Regions from separate parts of the Sus scrofa genome. Here all the other regions are linked to region 2. A link is a contact called in public HiChIP or PLAC-seq data. All regions are on one chromosome and are shown on one strand. The core of a region is the stretch at or near the end of the contact, and the rest is flanking DNA. Distances in the headings are between cores, read along the strand shown. Region 1 holds the start of PDE12 (2',5'-phosphodiesterase 12). Region 2 holds the start of DENND6A (protein DENND6A). Region 3 overlaps SLMAP (sarcolemmal membrane-associated protein).

Region 1 (2,700 bases), core at 80-2,579, 130 kb before region 2:
CATCAAAAAAAAAAAAAACCAACAAAACCCTAAAGGAAAGAATGGCACTTCAAGGCATCTGTCTCAAAATTGGGATTAAGACTGCAAGAGTTCAATTACATCAGCTTGCTTAAAGGAAAGTCACATTTTCTAATACAGCTTTTATCATTCTTTAAGTTGAATAATTTAAGATTGAGTTCTGCTTAAGTTGCATGAAGAAAAATGCTGGAGATAAGAAAAACGCCATTTTAAAATACTTGCTAACGTGGATACTATAAACTGGGGAAATGAAACTTGTTTAGGGCACTTAGTTGATATAATGTAGTGACTTTTAACCCTACTAGGTAGCTCTAGATCACATAAATATCACCAGTATTCGGTCACTTTGTCAAATGCTTGCTGTGTGGAGAGGGGGAGGACATGTATATAAATTTCAAATAACAGCAAAATTCATCCTTCCTGTAGAAAAGGCTTATTTTCCTCACTGTAATCCAGAAGAAAATGTGTAGTTTATTTTTAGATACCCAATAAATAAATACTCTAGTTGTAGAAGGAAAGTGGACACAGATCATTTGCCGAGAGAATTCTCAACTTGTTCTGAATCTTAAAGGGTTTTTTCCCCTTCAGTAAATCATAGAATATTAATTATATTCAACACAAAATCTGTTTCTTGAACTACTTTTTTCATGTGGGTTTCAAGGAAGTTACACTTCCCATTTCCTCTTACCCAGTAGCTATCCTGTCACCTGTCATTCATTCAGCAAAGTCTGTTTGACCTAGAGCAGGTAACTTAATCTTTCCGGACCTCACATCTGTAACTGGAACTTACTATTTATCGTTCCTGGTTATTAGCTATCACAAAAACTCTGCTGGGCGCGTCGGCGCTGACTGGGCCTGAGGCAAACCCACACTTCGGAAGAGGGTTAGCAGTGTCGGGAATAGTGAGGAGAGGAACTGAGAAATATTTTCCACGCCCGAACCCGGGCTGGCAGTCCAGGGGGATCTCCTCACGCCCTCGCGCAGGGCAGCTCCAGGCAGCACAAGAAAGGAGGCGGTCAGAGCCCAGATAAGGCGCCAGGATCCTTCGGGGAAACGAAACTCGCTACACCGCCTCAACCACTTGAGCTTGGGCGCGCCTTCTCTTCCGCCTGCTAACTGCACTTTCGATAAACCATTAAGTCTAATATTCCCCTCTGAAGCCTCCATGTTTTTATTTTTCTAGCCTTATAGCTAGAGTTAGATATAAAAATTAAGCTGGGATGGATTGGAGGCAGACGTAGCTGTGGAAGAAAATTAGCAGATTAGCAGGCCTGGCGAAAGTGCGGGGCGAGAGCACCGTGCGCACTCTCCTCGCCGGCCGGAAGTTGAGGAACTGAATGGGTCCTGGAGCCGGTGGCTGCTGCTCCTCTGTCTCTCCCTGACGCTTAGCGGCCGTTCAGCCGCAGGTCTCGTCAGCCGCTAGGCCACCAGGTTCATGTGGAGGCTCCCAGGCGCCCGCGCCGCGCTTCGTGGGGTCCGCACGGCGGTGGAGCGGCACAGTCGAGCTGAGGCGGCGACTGAGACCGCGGCAGGCGTGATGGAGCGCGCTGTAGTGCGCTGTGTGCCCTCGGAGCCTAAGCTTAGCTTGTCCTTCGCTCTGGCCGACGGTAGCCACAAGAATATGCAGCGCGACCAGAGCGAGCCGCTGGGTCGGGCCCTCAGCCGGATCGCTACTAATGCTCTCAAAGGCCACGCTAAGGCGGCCGCGGCCAGGAAGAGCAGGAAGAACCGGCCAAACGCAGGCGGCGGTGGGGCCTGTGCGGGGTCTGGGCCCGAGCCGGCTGCAGCCTGCGAACCCGTAGTGAAGCTGTACTACCGGGAGGAGGCAGTGGCTGAAGACGTGCTCAATGTGGACGCCTGGCAGGACGGTGCGGTGCTGCAGATCGGCGATGTCAAATACAAGGTAGAGCGCAACCCGCCCTCCCTCACCGAGCTGCAGTTGCCGCGCTACATCATGGCCGGCTTCCCGGTGTGCCCCAAGCTCGGCCTCGAATTTGGGGATCCCGCCGGCTCCCTCTTCCGCTGGTACAAGGAAACCAAACCTACAGCGGTGGAGCCTGAGGGCGGAGGCCCCTCGTCATTGTCTCCCTCTTCACCTTCTCCTGGTTGGACCGAGACGGGTGTGAACGAGCGCGTCTACACCCCGTCCAATGCTGACATCGGGCTACGGCTCAAACTTCATTGTACCCCAGGCAATGGGCAGCGCTTCGGACCAAGCCGAGAATTGGAAAGTGTGTGTTCGGTGGAGGCCGGGCCCGGCACGTGCACCTTTGACCACCGGCATCTCTACACGAAGAAGGTGACTGACGACGCCCTCATCCGCACAGTCTCCTACAACCTTCTGGCCGACACATATGCCCAGACTGAGTTCTCACGGACGGTCCTGTACCCGTACTGTGCCCCTTACGCCCTGGAACTCGACTACCGCCAGAACCTTATCCAAAAGGAACTCACGGGCTACAACGCCGACCTCATCTGTTTGCAGGAAGTTGACCGCGACGTGTTTACAGACAGCTTGGTGCCGGCCCTCGAGGCCTTTGGGCTGGAGGGCGTGTTTCGAATCAAGCAGCATGAAGGCCTCGCTACTTTTTACCGAAAGTCCAAGTTCAGCCTCCTTAGCCAGCATGACATTGCTTTCCATGAGGCCCTGCAGTCCGACCCACTTCACAAAGAACTGCTGGA
Region 2 (2,700 bases), core at 79-2,578:
AATCTACAAATACAGGTTAGAGCATATCCTTCATGTTTGTGTGTCCAGCACAATGCCAAGATCTTAATGGAAACAATGTGTATTGAGATATATAATAATAAAACACAGAGAAAACAAGCTGAATACACAGTTCACATTAAGAAAAACCTCCCCGGCCAATTTTCTAGCCAACTCAAGCCACTCAAGTCAGAATTAAATGGTTAATTAAAATCTGTCATTACCACCAAAACAAAACAAAACAATCTTCTAACCCTAGGTCGTTCTAATAATGTTTTTCTTGGATACATAAAGACAAGCGATCTCCTGTGCTACAAAAGGGACCCTAAATAATGTGAAGAGTAGTTAAGATTACAAAGCCTTCCGATAAGGTGTTATAGGAAAACTTGACAGATTCACAAGCCAACTATTTTCCTTATGTTCATCTTGATATCAGCTTTCAAGCCGTTTCAGAAGCACTATCAAGAAACAACAGAAATGAGGAACAAAAGCAAAAGAGAAAATGCTTTCTGAGAAAAGCATTTCGGCTCAGGCTGAGTGGAATGCTCTGGAGTTACTGCTAATGATTAAAACAATCTATAGGTCTAAAAAAAATGTTGGTTGTGTGGCGTTTGGCTATTATAGTTCACCGTATGTCATGGGCATTGTTCCATTCTTGACAAAGTCCTAAACATCCTGCCTGCAGTCTTCCCTGGGTGCCGCTAACCATTCTAGTTATTCCTGTGATACCGGGTTAAAAAAAAAAGAAAAAGAAAACATGACGGTCAACAAGAATCTAGAAGGGGCCGAGAGAGAACTTTTCACCCCTAGCCACAGCCCACGATCCTCCCAAGGGAACTAACTCTGGACCGCAGCCCAGTATACTGGCGGAGGGGCGGCCGGCCACGCCCGGATGCGCATCGGCCGGGGTCCAGGCAGGCCGGCCCGCGAGCCACACACTCTGCTGGGACCGCCCCGGCGCGGGGACCCGGGTCGCACACGGGGTCAAGGTGCGGCTGGGCCTCACCTCTACGGCTTGGCCCAGCTCCAGGTCGAAGCCCACCACACACACGCAGTGCAGCCAGGCAGAGAAGCCGTCCCAGCGCAGCAGGCCCCGGCCGCGGCCCTCGTCTTCCTCATCCTCCTCCGATACAGCTCCCGCCGCCACCAAGGCAGATGCCTCGCGCTCCTCGTCCGTCGCCACCGCCTCATCCGCCGGCCCGCGGGAACCGGGCCCCGAGCCTGCCAGGCCCCGCAGAGCCATCCGCCTCCCCCTTGCTGTTCGCGCCGCCCCCACCGCGGACCGCGCTGCACAGCGCGCCTGGCTCCGCGCAGGCGCAGCCGCCTCTGGTGCAGCCGCGGGGGACGGGCTCAGCCGGGGCGGGGCCGCGACCCACGTGACCCTGGGAGCCCGGCTCTGCACCAGTCCTCGTGTACCACAGCGTAGATGTGGGGACGTCAGGCAAGCGCTTGGTTGAACTTGAGAAGCGGGCCCTGGCTTCCTTTCCTCAATGTTCCTCAACACTGATACAGTGAATCCTGGGATCCTCCTTCGCAGTCCAACGACCAGGAAATGAAGTATTCTTGAAATGTCATCATTCATAATTATAAGGTATTATTAAAATGTTAAAATATAGTGGTCAAGAAGAGCAGACTTCGAGTTCCCAGGGGGGAAAGGGAAGGGAATGGGATGGATGGGCATTTTGGGGGGTTTTTTGGGTGCAAATTCTTATATTTGGAATGGATGGGCAATGGGACCTACTGTAAAGCACAGGAAATGTGTGTGATTGGGTCAGTTTGCTGTACAACAGAACCTGACGAAACACTGTAAATCAACCACACTTTAATTTAAAAAAAAAAATTAGTAACGTGGCTAAATTGAGCATTTACTCTGTGCCAGATGATGTGCCAAGCAAGTACTTTACAAATATTACTTCACTGAATGTTCGCATCATGGCTAGTAGGTGGTCACTATTATTTATTTATTTTTAGATAAAGAAACTGAGGTTTTGAGAGGTTACATGACCTGCCAAGCAAGTATTAACATTCTGATGCTGATTTACAGTTCACTCAGGCAACCTACTGACTGAGAGATCCCTTCATTCAGCTGTTCCCTCTCCACCAAGCCCTCTCCCACCTTTCTTGGCCTAATTGTCCGTGACTCATTCAGCATTCACACAGCAGCATCCCAAGAGCTCTCTGGAACACCAGGTTGGCCTCCACAGCAATCTGGATCACTTAGCAAGGGTTTAGTCTCAAGCAGCTTTATATTCTTGGAGCTCAGCATTGAGCTAGGCACCCAGGAGGTAGTTGGTTTGTTGAATTGTTATTTTTATAGGTCCAACTTGATACTACTGACCGGATTTATTCAGCACCTACTATGTGAGCATAAACTGCACAGTGGATGTAAGTAAGGAACACACAGAGTTCCCTGGTGGTTCAGCAGGAAGGATCTAGCATTGTACTGCTGTGGCTCAGGTCACTGCTGTGACATGGGTTTGATCCCTGGCCCAGGAACTTCCCATGCAAAAAAAAAAAAAAATAATAAATTAAATAAATAAATAAAAACAGCACTGTATTCATACTTTTTTCTTTTCTTTTCTTTCTTTCTTTTTTCTTTTTTTTTTTTTTTTTTTTTTTTTTTTTTTGCTTTTTAGGGCTGTACCTGTTCCAAGTTCCATATGGAAGATCAAAGGCTAGGGGTCAAATTGGAGTGGCAGCTGC
Region 3 (2,849 bases), core at 18-2,517, 160 kb after region 2:
GAGAGCTTACTCATCTATGAGAGATTGTCGGTAAATAATGTCTAAAATGGAAAAATTAAGAAATAGCAATATAGGAATTCCCGTGATGGCTCAGTGATGATGAAGCTGACTAGTATCCATGAAGGTGCAGGCTCAATCTCTGGCCTCTCTGAGTGGGTTAAAAGATGTGTAGGAGTTCCTGTCATGGCTCAGTGGTTAACAAACCCAACTAGTATCCATGAGGACTCAGGTTCGATCCCTGGCCTCGCTCAGTGAGCTAAGGATCTGGTGTTGCTGTGAGCTGTGGTGTAGGTTGCAGACGCAGCTCGGATCCTACATTGCTGTGGCCGTGGCTGTGGTGTAGGCCAGCAGCTACAGCTCTGATTCGACCCCTAGCTTGGGAACCTCCAAGTGCCACCAGTGTGGCCCTAAAATATATGTATATTTTAAAAAGCAATATATTATTTAGAAATGTAAATGTAAAGAGCCAAAGAAATGGCTAGAGATTAAAAAGTTGTTGCTTGTAGGAAGTGATTTTCAGGAATGGAATGGAGTAGGGCAGCTTACATTATATATCTTGAAGGACTAAGGCCCTTTAAAATTATCTGAATCTATTACTTTAACTTTTTTTTTTTTCAAAAAGGTTTAGGCAAACGGTGCCATATCCTGCAAAAACCCTAAATGAAATGAAAATCATGAAAAGGAGCTGTGGGTATTGGCAGATAGGAGGTTATAGTGATCTTGGAGTGGTTTCAGTGGTTGAATGATGGGTGTAGACCAAGTTGAAGTGGATCAAAGAGTAGAAGAACAGGGAAATTATTTCACATATTGTAAAAGTGTAAACTGAAGGAAACCAACCGACATACAGGATCAATTAAGTGAAATAGATATATTATCCTCCTGAGTGAAAGGCAGAATATAAAAATCCAACTTTAAATAAACTATAAAGAAGCTGCATTATACATTTGCAAAGGATCCCCCATAAAATTTTGTTTTAATTTTAGTTTCTTTAAATAATTAGCTCTTCTGAACGGATTCATTTTACTTAAACATGTCATACAGGCATCCCTCCTAAATTGTATCAAAAGAGAAAAATAAACTGTTGGTATAACATTATTTCCTTTTTTTTTTCTTTTTGTCTCTTTAGGACCTCACCCATGGCATATGGAAGTTCTCAGGCTAGGGGTCGAATTGAAGCTATAACTGTCAGCCTCCACCACAGCTACAGCGACTTGGAATCCAAGCCACACCTGTGACCTACATCACAGCTCACTGAAACGCCAGATCCTTAATCCACTGAGCGAGGCCATGGGTCAAACCTGCATCCTCATGGATGCTAGTCAGCTTTGTTACCACTGAGCCACAATGGAAACTCCTATATTATTTCTTTATCTAAATTAAATACCTTCTCAGAATTCGTTTGTTTCAACTAAATATCTTGATTTAAAGGGGATTGCTTTGTTTGTTCTGAGTTCTTTTTTAAAAGTTCTAGACTTTTAAAATAAGATGAAAAATAATGAAAACTGAAGGCAAATTTTCCCTTATCCTCAGATTTCTGCATTGACCTGATTATTCTATCATAGCTCAAGTTCCCTTAGTTCCCCTTCTAGGTTCAAGTTTTTGTTCACGCCTAGTCATGGGAGTAATGTTATCATCTTTAAATTTGGTCATGGAATGTGTTGTACTGCCCCGCTCGGGGAAATGCTTGCTCCTCAGTTTGGGCTTGGATAGTAACGTTTATTTTCTTTGGCAGAGAAGCTGATCGTCGAGGGGCATCTAACCAAAGTGGTAGAAGAAACAAAGCTTTCAAAAGGTTCGTTTTCTGTGGGATTTTTTGGTGGGTTTGACAACTTTTTTGGATAATGAAGGCTAGTGTACAAGGTCATGTATTTTAACATGAATTTATTTCTTATAGCTTACAAAATGGCAATCCAATAACAGTATCAGATAATAATATAAAACAGAAATCTCTTTTAAGAAGGATGTATTCATCAGAAAGTTTCTTTTTAAATGGGAGTGAGTGTGTGTGTGTGTGTGTGTGTGTGTGTGTGTGTGTGTGTGTTGTAATGCTTGGAATAGGTTTCTTTGAGTATTAAAGATTTGTTGCGATCTCTGTCTTACTTCCAGCATTATTTTCAGCTTTTATCTCAAATTTTTAATCAAATTCAATGTAAGTTTTTTTTGAAACAGGTGGAAAATGCTTGCAGTTCTATTTTTGTGGTTATTCTGCTTTAATATTCCTAATGACATTTTTTAATGTTATCTTAATTGTTAACATCTCAATTTTTTATTTAAACAAAAGTGATTATATAAAACCTTCTTATATTTTATAATGAATAGTCCTGTAATTGTCTGAAGTGATTTATTTTGTTAATTCTTTTCTGTTATGACTGTCAGAGAAGAAAAGTGAGTTTTAAAGCAACATATTGTCAAATCACTTTTATGTACGGGGAAATCAGGCAAATAAATTTAGTGACATATGTTCATTATCATTATAAGACTTTCATCAGAAGAACATGCCAGTTTGAAATTTAAAACTAAATTCACATTTTGGTTAGTTAAAACAATGAGTGATAAAAGTTCGCAATACTTGTCTTCATTACATTCTGTTTTATGAAGGTAACTGGATCCATTTGGCTTTTAAAAACTTTTAAAAGGATAGTGTTATTTCAACTATCTGGTGGCTTCCATTTGGAGTTTTGTGCACGGCAGATGCCATATTTGGAGAAAGAATGCACAAAATATGCATCACTAATATTGTTCTGGCAAACAGGCATTGAATTTCAGAACAGTGAACTATTTTTAGTACATACGGCAATTTATTTCATCTTATTAAAGTGAGATGAGAACAGATTTTAAAATAGCTTTTA

Evidence for each region. HiChIP or PLAC-seq counts read pairs in DNA pulled down with a chosen protein or histone mark.
Region 1: an H3K27ac HiChIP or PLAC-seq map of alveolar macrophages shows a contact between it and region 2. The contact joins the promoter of PDE12 here to the promoter of DENND6A in region 2. A contact is called at or near these places in 1 of 5 promoter capture datasets (fetal liver), 1 of 47 Hi-C or Micro-C datasets (heart right ventricle) and 1 of 2 datasets of contacts at active chromatin or transcription factors (alveolar macrophages).
Region 3: an H3K27ac HiChIP or PLAC-seq map of skeletal muscle shows a contact between it and region 2. The contact joins the enhancer-like site here to the promoter of DENND6A in region 2. A contact is called at or near these places in 5 of 47 Hi-C or Micro-C datasets (epiblast stem cells, fetal heart ventricle, psoas muscle and 1 more) and 2 of 2 datasets of contacts at active chromatin or transcription factors (alveolar macrophages and skeletal muscle).

The regions. Positions count from the first base shown.
Region 1 is chr13:39,394,188-39,396,887 of Sscrofa11.1, forward strand. It overlaps PDE12 (2',5'-phosphodiesterase 12), which reads left to right and starts at 1,330. Exons shown (of 3, transcript XM_001926462.5): 1 at 1,330-2,700. The coding sequence starts at 1,454. It overlaps DNAH12 (dynein heavy chain 12, axonemal), which reads right to left and starts at 1,079. Exons shown (of 75, transcript XM_021069807.1): 1 at 809-1,079.
Region 2 is chr13:39,522,782-39,525,481 of Sscrofa11.1, forward strand. DENND6A (protein DENND6A) reads right to left here and starts at 1,329. Exons shown (of 20, transcript XM_021069010.1): 1 at 1,004-1,329. The coding sequence starts at 1,240.
Region 3 is chr13:39,683,809-39,686,657 of Sscrofa11.1, forward strand. SLMAP (sarcolemmal membrane-associated protein) reads left to right here. Exons shown (of 21, transcript XM_021069059.1): 12 at 1,733-1,792. Among named protein-coding and RNA genes, the nearest start is that of FLNB, 100 kb to the right of the region's middle. Within about 2 kb of position 1,268, at least 18 of the 83 cell types and tissues checked have an H3K27ac peak or open chromatin away from gene starts, as enhancers often do. A contact at or near this core is called in skeletal muscle, where this site is marked.